Regions from separate parts of the Gossypium hirsutum genome. Here region 2 is linked to region 1. Evidence: chromatin contacts called from public Hi-C data. All regions are on one chromosome and are shown on one strand. Each heading gives the region's core, a stretch centred on a gene start, on an enhancer-like site or on the middle of the called end of the contact. The rest is flanking DNA. Distances are from core to core; before and after follow the strand shown. Region 1 has its middle 20 kb from the start of LOC107891377. Region 2 holds the start of LOC107889362 (protein DETOXIFICATION 54).

Evidence for each region. A called contact is a pair of places that touch in the nucleus more often than the background predicts.
Region 2: a contact with region 1 is called in a Hi-C map of leaf, with 2.1 times the contacts expected there. The contact joins the promoter of LOC107889362 here to the enhancer-like site in region 1. A contact is called at or near these places in 7 of 34 Hi-C or Micro-C datasets (callus, hypocotyl, leaf and 1 more).

The regions. Positions count from the first base shown.
Region 1 is chrD09:40,834,781-40,841,038 of Gossypium_hirsutum_v2.1, reverse strand. No RefSeq gene overlaps it. Among protein-coding and RNA genes, the nearest start is that of LOC107891377, 20 kb to the right of the region's middle. Within about 2 kb of position 2,743, at least 2 of the 9 cell types and tissues checked have an H3K27ac peak or open chromatin away from gene starts, as enhancers often do. A contact at or near this core is called in leaf, where this site is marked.
Region 2 is chrD09:40,877,301-40,883,558 of Gossypium_hirsutum_v2.1, reverse strand. LOC107889362 (protein DETOXIFICATION 54) reads left to right here and starts at 2,625. Exons shown (of 3, transcript XM_016813755.2): 1 at 2,625-3,525; 2 at 3,614-4,486; 3 at 4,906-5,620. The coding sequence starts at 3,475. The coding sequence ends at 5,487.

The DNA.
Region 1 (6,258 bases), core at 1,494-3,993:
ACTCCCAAACGTATAAGGGGAGACTTACGGAAGGTAATAAGATAACCTTATTCCTCGATGCATGGAGGGAGGCTTATGGAAAGTAATAAAGTGGCCCTACTCTAAAACGCATGGATGGAGGCTTACGGAAAGTAAGAAGGTATTGCTTCAAGACGCATGAGGGAGGCTTATGATAAAAGTTACAGGTCAATCACATTACTGTGGCTTTTGTAATTCAGAATTTCGTGGAGAGTACGGTTCTACTACGTTAAATCACATCAACCAAGTCTACTCAACTGGAATTTACATAATGAAAATCGTGTCAAATCATAGCTTTCAACCAAGTCTACTCAGCTTGGACTTACGTGATAAAAATCGTGTCAAATCACTACCATCGGCCAAGACTACTCGACCCGAATTTATGTAATGAATGTTTGTTGAGCTCTCCTACAATGCGAAGAACCTCATTTTACAACCTTTTGATGTGTGAGTGGACAGATTATATATGTCTAATAGTTCAATTTATCTTGACAAACATCTCTTCCTGGCATTTCGTCGAACACCCATACCCTTTTTTGTTCAACAATTTACCCAACATTCGTATAAAAATTGATCGAAACAATTCGAATAAAGACATGTGGCTTAAACCCATATTTCCAAACATGGCCTTGAACACTTTCTCCAAAACCAAATTTAAAAACCTAACAACAAGCCTTTATTAACGAAGAAAACGTGACTCTCATGGACCAAACTCCAAGTCTAAGCACATCTTTGTAATTATCTAATAGTAAGTTGTGACGGGAGAATGACCATGAGCAAGACCTTTAATTAATGCATTATAGATAAAATATTGGGTTTTTCCACATATCAACATCATATGCACTAATCATTATATTGTATGCCACATGAAAACACCAAAGACTCCATAATTTCAACACACAAAAAACCAATTTTCCTAACCATCTCAAGAATTGAAGTCTATACACTAGACAACCTTATTCCTTTATTCGATGTTCCAACTCGACTTAACAAGGCATTCTCGAATAAAGATTCAAAAGAGAGTAGACTCAATTGAAGAATTTCCTCACGGTTTACGCACATTATGTTTTATGTGTATTCTCTATTTGACACATTCCCATCAATAACCTCTCTAACAAGAATTTTCCAATGCAATAACCTTTGGTTTTGTAGGAACCAAACGGTTCAAGATGACTACGAAGGGTTTGGTGGTGGAGGATTTGGGGTAGTTTGGTCCATGCTCACGCATCATTGTTGAAACACAATATCAATGGAGATGGAGAAGGAGGAGAGGGAGCGGTGTCAAAGAAGGCTAGTTCACCTACTCTAGGGTTGAGAGTCAAACAAGTAAAGGGACTCAGGTAGAGGTGGTAGAGAGATTAGTGTATTAAGGTTGAGAGTGGATGAGTTCCCTCAACTATGCCACTTAGTGGGCCCTGGTTGGCCTAATGGAGGGTCTAATTGGGTCTAAATTGAGGTAGGGATATAACAATATGTGTTAGGATATCAAGTTGCGGAGAACTTGTTAAGTTGTTGTTAGACTTGTGCCAACAAAGACAACAACAAAAAATCCATAAATCTTTTAACAGTTTTTAACAACCTTTTATTTTTAAACTATTATTGTCATACACAACAAAAACATATAGGTATCAGATATTAAAACAAAGATAGAAGGACTTATCTTTTACAAGATAAATTGGAGCATGACAAACAGTCTTTAAGATAAATTTAGGAGGGTTCATGCAAAAATATTAGGCTTGAAAAGTAGGCTTGAGCAAAAAAAAATTAGGCTTATTTAAAATTTGAGTCAAGCTCGGGCTTGAATTTTTAAGCCCGAGCTCGACCCAACATGATCCGACCCACTTTTTAGTTTTTAATATTTTATATTATGTTATTTTTATATATTATATAATTTATAACACATTTTTTTGAACATATAACACATAAAAATTAAATCTGTAATAGTAAACATTAAAAAATATTAAGGTGACTATATATAAAATTTTAATAAATAAAAATATATTAAATTATTAAATTTTGAATTAAAAAATATTATAAATATATTTTAAAATTTTTTAAAAATAACATGGGTAAGCTTAAAATGGGCTTGAGTTAGCTATTTACAAATATAAACGAGCTTGGACAAAATTTTGAAACTCATATTTTGAGCCGGGCTAGACTTGGGCGAACATAAAATGTGTTAATATTATGCCTAAGTCTGATCCGACCCATTAACACCTTTAGTTTTAGTTAATTATCATTTTTATTTTTATTTTATCTTCAATCTTTATATTCAATAATAACAATTTAATTGGTTATAAAAATATTTTAAATATTATTAAATTAAATTATAAATTTTTTTTTGGTACATATTACAAACCATCAAAAAGTCTATTACCCACACCTTGAATATCATGTTTGATGTGAGCAAAAATTTCTAAAGGACGACTGAGAAATGCTTGCAATCGTTGTGCGCTACAATAAAGCTATAATTTGATTCAAGAATTCACGATGCAGCCGAATAGATGATTTCTTTTTTATTCCATAAAGGCCCATAATACCCATTGAATAGCTCCCCTCGAAATGACTACTATGACCAAACATTGAATAGTCCCGAAAATATTATTCCTCAAATGTCCTCAAAAATAACCTTTTGAGTCGGCCAAAAAACACTTGAATACAGTAAACAATCACTTTCCCCAAGCACACTTCTCCAACCCTTGGACCGCAACAGCTTAAGACCATCATATATTGCCCAAATCTTTGTTTGCTCAATGCTACACTATCCAATATTGCGTATGAATCCATAGATCCATATGCCGCAATGGTCTTTGACAACCCTAGGCACCAAAGCCATTCCTGAGTCAGGTCTCCTAGCATCATCAGTGTTCAATTTCACCTAACCTGGTGGTGGCGAGGACCATTTGTCAACCGTGAACGAGCACGACTAGTATGAGCAAAGTTGCAATCAGTCTCTTTAATGTTAACTACCTTGCTCCAAGAGGTTTTGACAATATCAAACACGTTAAAAGATTTATTTTTAAAAACAAGGAGATTTCTTTGCTTCGATAATTTCCAGCAAATCACACCAAAAGGGAGTGACAAGTGAAATCATGGAAATATAACCCCATGCTATTTCTAAGGTTCTCTAAAATCCAAGCTAACAAAGGAAGAGAGAAAAACCTGTCATGCAAATTTGGAGGAAAGAATTGCAACCAAGTCACACGAGCCTTATAATAGTCGAAAACGTGTAGGTAGTCTCCTCTAAAAGACCACACATATTACATATCCCATTATCAGTCTTACCCTTTGGGCACCATTCAGCATTAGTGAGAAGCCTCTAGAGGACAAGCCGAAGAAATTGGTGCACTCGCTGTGGACCAACAGAAAGACTATACTAAGGATTATTTTTTATCTGTTTCTGACTAGGAATCCCATGAGAGGGAACTTACGTCGTCTTAACTGAAAATTCTCCGTTAGTGGACCATTTCGACATAAGAGAATCCGGTCCGATAGTTCGATTCGGGGGCGGAATACCAGCTATTTTAAGAACAGATATCTAGGTGATGGTGAAGATAATCCAGTCACCACACTTTTAAGAGGCATATCCTTGTTGATGCCTTTGCTATTAATGCAACGAGACATAAATGGACCCAGGTGTTATTCCAAAATCTGATCCAACATTCATCCCCCACGGACCAGCATAAGCTTTGGTGCAAGAGAGGCCAAACCTTAGCTAAATATCTTCAAACGAAAGAACATCTAGAACGAGATATATCCAACGGGCACTGCTCATAATTTTTGTATTTGGAACGTAAGATCTTAACCCAGAGAGCTTCTTTATTGGTGACACAATGGAAACCCAATTTTAATAAAAAAATAGGATTCATTTTGTTCTTTCAAGTGCCTAAGGCTCAGACCTCCATTAACTTGCGGTTGGCAGCATTCTTCCCACCTAACTAGTGCCGGTTTCCAGCTAGAAGCGGATTTCCCCCAAATAAATCCCCGTGCAAATTTCTCAATTTACGAGCAAATTCTGCTTGGAATCAAAGTAGTTTGCGTAAAGTAGCTTGGATTGCCATAAGGACAGATCTAACAAGAATAATTCGTCCCGCCATGGATGGAATCTTGGCATCCCAACTATCGAGTCTCTTCCGGATTTTATCCAAAACAAACTTAAACATACTAGTGGTTAGTCTCCTATGGAACAACTGCATACCCAAGTAAGTGGCCAAATCTGAAACCTCATTAAAGCCGAGCACATTACAAATATGAGACGCAAGAGTGGGATCGGTATTGCTGGAGAAGAAAACAAAAAGTCAATATCTCTTTGATAGTTGAACCCTGCACCACGTCAGCTTCAGCAAAGAGGAAAAGATTATCCGCACATAATAATGTATTGTTGAATTAATATATGCAATTTTTTTTAAGTTACACAATTACAAATAATTATAAACAAATTTAATTATTAGAAAACATATCTTCACAAAAAAAATACATCATAATAACTATAACCAAAATTAATCATTAGAAAGTACAATTAAACTAATAATCAAACGTAAATCTGAAAGGATAAGCAGGGACCTACCTCTCCAAAAAAAAAATTTCAATTCAGTCATCTTACAATCAAATTAATACATAATAAACTTATATTTTGGTTTATGGGAATTGTTGACACCATTTTTTGTTGAAAACGGGGTCGACTTGGATTTAAAAAAAAAGAATGAAAACGGGAGTCGCCACCAATCCTTTTTTGACGAGGTGTGATCGGGTCACCTCAAAAAGTGGTTGTTCTTAATAAATGATTTAATTTTATTAAAACAACGATTTTGGTCTACGAAATTCAGAAAAATGAGTTCGGGAGCCGGTTACGCACGAGGAAGGATTAACACCCTCGATACGCCCAAAATTGGTACCTAGTTGATTAATTAGTGTCTTAGTGTCGAAAATTGAAAATTTGAAGAGTTTTTAAAAAATACGATCCTTAAAAGAAAATCTGATATCGTGAATTGAAACATAAGATTCTCTTGTTCCGAAGGAATATCACATCCAGCACGTTAGGACACGATACTCTAAACCATCGAAACCAAGATCACCTTATAGTTTAATGAAACCATACTTTGAAGCTTTAAGAGGATATTTGGCTATTTAGTCAAACGAGAAATCGAAACCCAGCACGTTAGGGCACGTTTTCTCGAGTTTCCAAACGCGAAATATTGCCTTATTTAGAAAAATTTTCCTTTTGGTGTTTAGTGTCAATGCTTGACAAAACAATAACGAATACGACAAGGTGAGCAAAGTAAAGTGAGTAACAACAATGCAATAGGCAAAATGAAATGACGAGGCGATTACATAAACAAAGCATACAAATAAATAAATAGAACTAACATTTAAAAAAGGCACAAGTGTACACGAATAAATAAACAAACACCAAATAACAATGATGACAATAAATACGATTATGTAAAAATGTATATGCATATATAATTTTAAGCCATAAAATAAGAAATGCATATAAATTATAGAATATGAAAACATAGATAAATATATACATATATATAAAATCAGTAAGTATTATAAAAATAAAAATGTAAATATGTGTTTATATATATTTACAAATCGTGATAATATAAAATATATGTATGTGAATTATGAAATATGTGAAATATACAAAAGGCATTTTTAAGAATATAAAGAATATATATAAGTATGTATATGATATAAAATATGCATAAATATATGTAAGTATATAAGAATTAAGAAATATGAAAAATATATTTAGGTATGTATAAGTACGTATATCTACATATATATGTAAAAAATATAATATTAAAAAAGGGTATATATATATGCGTAATATATATAAATACATATATAATATAATGTTAAAATATTCACATAATATACATAATAATAATGTTGAAAACATCTATTAATAATAAATATATACTTATATGTATTAAAGATATATTCATAAATACAAAAACATATACTGATAATCACAATAGTAAAGATAAAAAATGTATACGTAACATAATGCAAAAATATATAAATGTTGTGATATCTAAAAACATATACATAAAAATGAAAGAAATATATGACGAATAATGCAAAGATATTTGTATGAGATAATGGGAAATATACGAATAGCACGATATTTACAAGTGTATACTTAATATAATTATTTAAAAAATGATATAAATAAATGAATACATGAAAATAATACCATATACACAAAAATACCTATATATATATACGTAA
Region 2 (6,258 bases), core at 1,376-3,875, 43 kb before region 1:
TGTAGATTTTGGATGTTCAGAACTTGTCAATCAGATCAGCGAGATGCATACACTTATCATCTCTCGATTTTAGTAGACTTTTGAATGTTTCGAGCTTGGTTATATGTGGCATGTACATAGGGTGGTCAAATAGTAATAATGCAATAAATGTGTTGTGTTTTGGCATTGTTGAACTTTAATTATATGAGTATATGCATTTGGTAACTTGATGAAATAATGAATGGTTATTTGTATATAAAAATGGTAAAGCCTTGAGGTTAAGATGCATACAATCTTGCTTATGACAAGATAAGAATATGAATTATGGTATGACTTGTGTTAGATTATGCTTATTGATTGGATGGTGTCAAATGTGACATATTGGTTGTATATTTAATTGAGTATTGGCATCTATGTTTTGGCTTGGAATATACATGTTTTTGGATGGGTTAAATTGGTTATGGAATGTCTTAAAGGTTATTTTCAAAGGGTTGGTTGAATTTGTGCAAGTTGATGAATATGCTTTGGTATAGTTTTTCTTGTATATATGTATATATATGGTAGCTAGTAAAAAGGATATATGGATTTTGGCTACGTTTGTTATTTAATATGCTAATGTGAATGACAAAGCTTTGTTGATGATTTGAATATTAACTAGTATGTGGTATGAAATGGTTATAGGTTAAAGTATGACTTATAATAACTTGTATCTAATGTTTGTGATGGTGCCTATGAAGGTATATTGGTTAGAAGTAGGAAATTAACATGTTTAAGTATGCTTTTGGTGCATTTTGTATAGGTCTAGTGAATGATTAAAGGCTTGTTTATGGTACAAGAAATAATCAATTGTGTAACTTGATTTTAAAGATATTTTAGCACATATGGGCTAACACATGACCGTGTGTCACACATAGGCTAGTGACACAGTTGTGTGCTCTTTATGATCAGGGTGGATTTAGTCAAACACGATCACAGTCTCTCACACGGTTTGATTACACAGCCGTGTGAATGATTGAAAGATTTTACATTTAGGTCTACACGACCTTAGTTTGTTGCACGGCCATATGGCTTCTGTTTGTAGATTTTTTCTTACTTTTTGTTAAGTTTTCAATTAAGTCCTAATTTATTCTAGGGTTGTTTTAAGAGCTTTCGTAAGCTTGACTAGGACTTGTATTAGTTTGTAAATCGTATTTTGTATGGATTATGAAATGATTATTTTGATTTTAAATCTGAATTGTGTGTATTTGGCTGTGAATCATGCTAAACTTGACTTATGAGTTATTTTGTTGATTTATTGAATATAAAGCTAGAAAAGTTTGTGAATTGTTCTGTTAATAGTTGTAGTATTTTGTAGCTTAAGTCTAGTGACCGAATTGAGTAAGGGACGCTACAGTACAACTTTCTTTTTCTTTTTTTTCAAAAAACTCAACTTCTCATCTCTCAACTGCCACTCACTGTCAAAACCATCGCGTTTATTTCCTTCAATGATAACACAATGCCAAGCCGCCAACTAAACCAACATCTTATTTGGCCACTAGCATTGAACACATGAGATAAGTCATTTTTTTTTCTCTTGTTCCCCTTGTTTTATTTATTTTATTGATATTTTCCTTTTCTCATTTTTGCAGTTCACACTTCAGGCTTGCTTCTTCCTTTTTTATTTGGTTGCTGGATTTTTATCATGTTAGGTTTCTGGTATGGCTCGTTGATGGTGATCTTAGACAATGAGGTGGTGAAGTGGTTAGTAGTGAAGATGAGTGAGGATAGTGGGATTTAGGTAGTGAGTGATGTAGGTAGTGGTGAAATGAGGGCTTGAGGAGAGTAAACATTGCAAGTTTTGAACTCTGAGGTGTTGTATTCACACATTGTTGGTTTACTTGAAATTTAAGGTGTTGTAATCAAGCGAATAGGATTTACAAAATGTATAGTGTAAAATGAAATATTGAATACAATATAAAAAAATACTCGATTTATCGATTAATCCCGAAAAAATAGATATTTGCAAGTAAAATGAGGAATCTTTGAGTTGTTAATCTTACCAGAAAAGAAATCTTAAAAATCTAATTATCATATATAATATTCAAACGTAGATGACATTTTATATTAATTTTGAAACTAAATCCTAGAAAATACATCGATAAAAAAAATACTTGTAACTTTCATTTTCAATTACAAACAATGAAAACAAATTTAATGGATAATGAATAATTATAGAAATTAAATATAAAAAAATGCACCACTTTATTCTTTTGCATTTTGTTATATGAGTGGATTCCTTTGCACGAGTTAATTACTTTTAAAAATAAATAAAAAGTAATGTAAATTTAATATTAAGATAAAAATTAGTATATAAATAAAATATATGTTTAGTTATGAAACTCGAAATAAAAATGTCAATTGTTAAAATAAATTTAAAAAATTTATAGATATACAAAATTTGAGTTGAGTGATTCAACGTGAATTTAATATTTTCAATTTCGAACAAACCCTTTAAAAATAAAAAAAATATTAAATTACTAAACAGTAAAGCGAATCAATTGGAGAAATAAAATAAAATCAAAGGCGAAAAACTTTTTTTAGAAATTTGGGCTATATACCAAACTAAGTTTAATGTGTTTTACCCTTCCTCTAATTAAGAAGGGAAAGATAAAGCGTTTAGGAAATGGAAGTTAAGGAGCATTTCCAAATTCCCCCGTCTCTTAACTCACACAAACACACTCTCTCCTCATTTACAGTTAAAAGCCCCCAAACAATTGATATATGGTTGCAGCGGCGGCAGCCACAGCAGCAGTCATAATGAATAATGAAAAGGCTTAAGAATAGAGGAGTGAGTGAGGGCTGAAAGTAGAGGACTCTCTCTGCCTCGGTCGCTTTCTCTTCTCTCACCCTGAATCAACCTTTTCCATTCTCTCTCTCTCTACCCAGCCGCCATCACCAAAGTCCCTTCCTTTTCCATTTTACCCTTTCTTTCCCTCCTGCTCTAAAACTTACATCACTACTATATATGCTTGTCTCATTTATTTTTTATAGCTACAACTAAGCAACAAACCCCCCCTTACTCCTAACCATAACTCTTCCCTTTCTTTCCCTTTTTACTCTTAAAACGTTGCACCTTTAACATCTCTCACAACCCCTTCCTCTTCTTTTTCTATTTAATGCCTTCCTATCCTTTTCTTCTCTTATTTCCCTTTTGAGATTTCTACAGGAAAGACCCAACCCAAATTGAAGTTTGTTCTTCTCAGCTTTTTATTTGATTTATTGCCTTTTTCTTTAAGTTCTTGATCATAAAGTTGTGGGGGAAAAAAAAAACATAAGACGCATTGAAAAATAGGGACTTGGGGGTATACAAGGCCATATCTGTCCTTGTCTCACAACTTGATTGAAAAGTAGAAACTTGGGCTGGTTATGAATTTTCCTGTTTGATTATATTACTCCCTTGGATATTTCATGCCATCTTAGAAATCTTTTGTAACCATTTTCTTTTTGGTGATACTCATGGCAAATGACACAGATTTCTCTTCCCACAAATTCCCCTCTGCTTCCGAGGTCAGCCCTTGGAAAGGGATATAAATATTGATCTTACATTTATTGATTTCTTACACCATACTGACATAAGATTTTTTTTATGTTGTAGGTTGTTGAAGAGGTTAAAGAGCTATGGGGCATGGCTTTGCCTATAACAGCCATGAACTGGCTGGTCTTTGTAAGAGCAGTGGTTTCGGTTCTGTTCTTAGGCAGACTAGGCAGCCTTGAGCTAGCCGGTGGAGCTCTCTCCATTGGGTTCACCAACATCACTGGTTACTCTGTGCTTGTTGGTCTTGCCTCAGGCCTTGAACCTGTGTGTAGCCAAGCCTATGGGAGCAAGAACTGGGAGTTGCTATCACTCTCTCTCCAACGCATGATCATAATCCTATTTCTTGCAACCATACCAATCAGCCTGTTATGGGTGAATCTTGACAACATTATGATGTTCATGGGACAAGACAAAGATATCACAGCAATGGCAGCAACTTACTGTATGTATTCTTTGCCGGATCTTTTAACAAACACTTTGTTACAGCCATTGAGGGTTTACTTAAGGTCACAGCGGGTGACAAAGCCTATGATGTGGTGCTCTTTGGTTGCTGTGATGTTCCACTTGCCGCTTAACTATGTGCTGGTGATGATAATGGGGCTGGGAGTACCAGGTGTGGCAATGGCGTCCGTGGTTACAAACATGAACATGGTGGTGCTGATGGTGGGGTACGTACGGGTTAGCGGACGGTGCGAGATGAGATGGACGGCTGGGATTGGGGGAGTGTGTGGTGGGGTGGTCCCACTTTTGAGATTGGCAGTGCCTAGTTGTCTTGGGATTTGCTTGGAATGGTGGTGGTATGAGATAGTGACTTTGATGGCTGGTTATCTGTCGAACCCAACACTCGCTGTGGCTGCTACTGGGATCCTGATTCAGACCACCAGCATGATGTATACTGTCCCCATGGCTCTTGCTGGCTGTGTCTCCGCCCGTGTAAGTTCCACTCTCTCTATCCCATTATTCATTCATATTTTAACAACCCAACACCACTAATGGAATAATTTTATGATATATGACAAAAAAAAGGCCATTAACCTTTTTTTTAAATGAACAACGGTTTATGTAAAAATGATCATGGGATCCCAATTAGATGTGTTGGTGATTGCATCACCTTTTAAAGGACTTCTTGTGTATGGATCATACTCATACATGTAATGTGATTGGCCAGAATTAGTAAAAGACAAGCAAGAAGTTGTTTACTTTGTCATCGAAGCCCGCATTCAATTCTTGTGTGACGAAACGACATAACCAACAAAAATGAGCCAAATGCCCCTTTTTTTCTTTCTTTATTATTATTATTATTATTATTATTATTATTATCCCTTACGCATCTTATTGGGGAGAAAATGCAGGTAGGGAATGAACTTGGAGCCGGTAAGCCATATAAAGCCAAGCTAGCAGCCATGGTGGCATTGGGATGTGCCTTTGTGATTGGCATAATCAATGTGGCATGGACCGTGATCCTTAGGGAAAAATGGGCTGGTTTGTTCACCAAGGATGATCTGGTCAAACCTTTGGTTGCAACAGTCCTGCCAATTATCGGGCTGTGTGAGCTAGGTAATTGCCCCCAAACAACCGGGTGTGGCATCCTACGTGGCACGGCAAGGCCGGCGGTCGGTGCCCGCATTAACCTCGGCTCATTTTACTTTGTGGGCACCCCAGTGGCAGTGGGCCTAGCCTTTCTCCTAAACGTGGGGTTCTCTGGGCTATGGTTTGGACTGCTGTCTGCACAAGTCGCTTGTGTTGTGTCTATTCTGTATGCAGTGCTCTATACAACAGATTGGGAAGGTGAGGCATTGAAAGCTAAGAAGCTAACCACCATCGAAATTAGCCCCGCATTCAAGAAAGGATATGAAAAAGATGAAGATGAAGATGAAGATGAAAGTAAAGGGTTTTTGGGCAAGGGAAATGATAAAATAGAAGACATATTGTGAAGAGAAACTGACTAAGGGTGTGGGTTTTGGTAATGGGGATGTTGTTGTCGTAGCTTTTTATGGGATACTGCTTTGTTTTTATTGTCTATTTGCTTTTGTGCAAGGTAGCTGACTCATGTTTGCTTTTGCTTTATTTTATTTTATTTTGTGTGTGTGGGTGTGTTTGCTTTTATTTGGCTTTCGGGGTTGAGTCATACGAGAACCTATTCTTGGGGGGGGGGGGTTGTAATGGGGTTTGTTTTGTTGGCAGAAGGAATGTCACTCCCCATACAAAATGTTAAATATTCTACTAAGGATGGCCTACGTTTTGCTGCTGCTTTTGGAGTAGCTTTTGTTTTTATTTTCTTTTCTTCTCTCTCTCTCTCTCTCTCTCTCTATGTATTGGAGAGACTGGGGGAAGCACTAAAACAGTGGTACGTCTAGTAGTAGTAAGAATTGATGTGGCAACAGCTGCAAGGTTTGTTGATTAAGGTACGATGTGTGGATGTACGATAGCAACATCTTTGTTGTGCTGCACCTTGACGTATTCTCGTGATATTTTGCTTCCTTTTTTACGGAAACTGTTGCCCAACCCTATGACAACATTAAAATTTCCCCCTACCACTGAAATTTAGACAATTTGACCCTATCAACTTTTCTTTTTTATGAAAATTTAACCCCAATTGATCTGATTCGATATCAAGTTAGGGGTCTTTTAAGTTCATTGTACTCAAAAGGGTAAATTACATGTCTGATTACTTAATTTAAAAAAGGTTATAATTGAGTCATTCA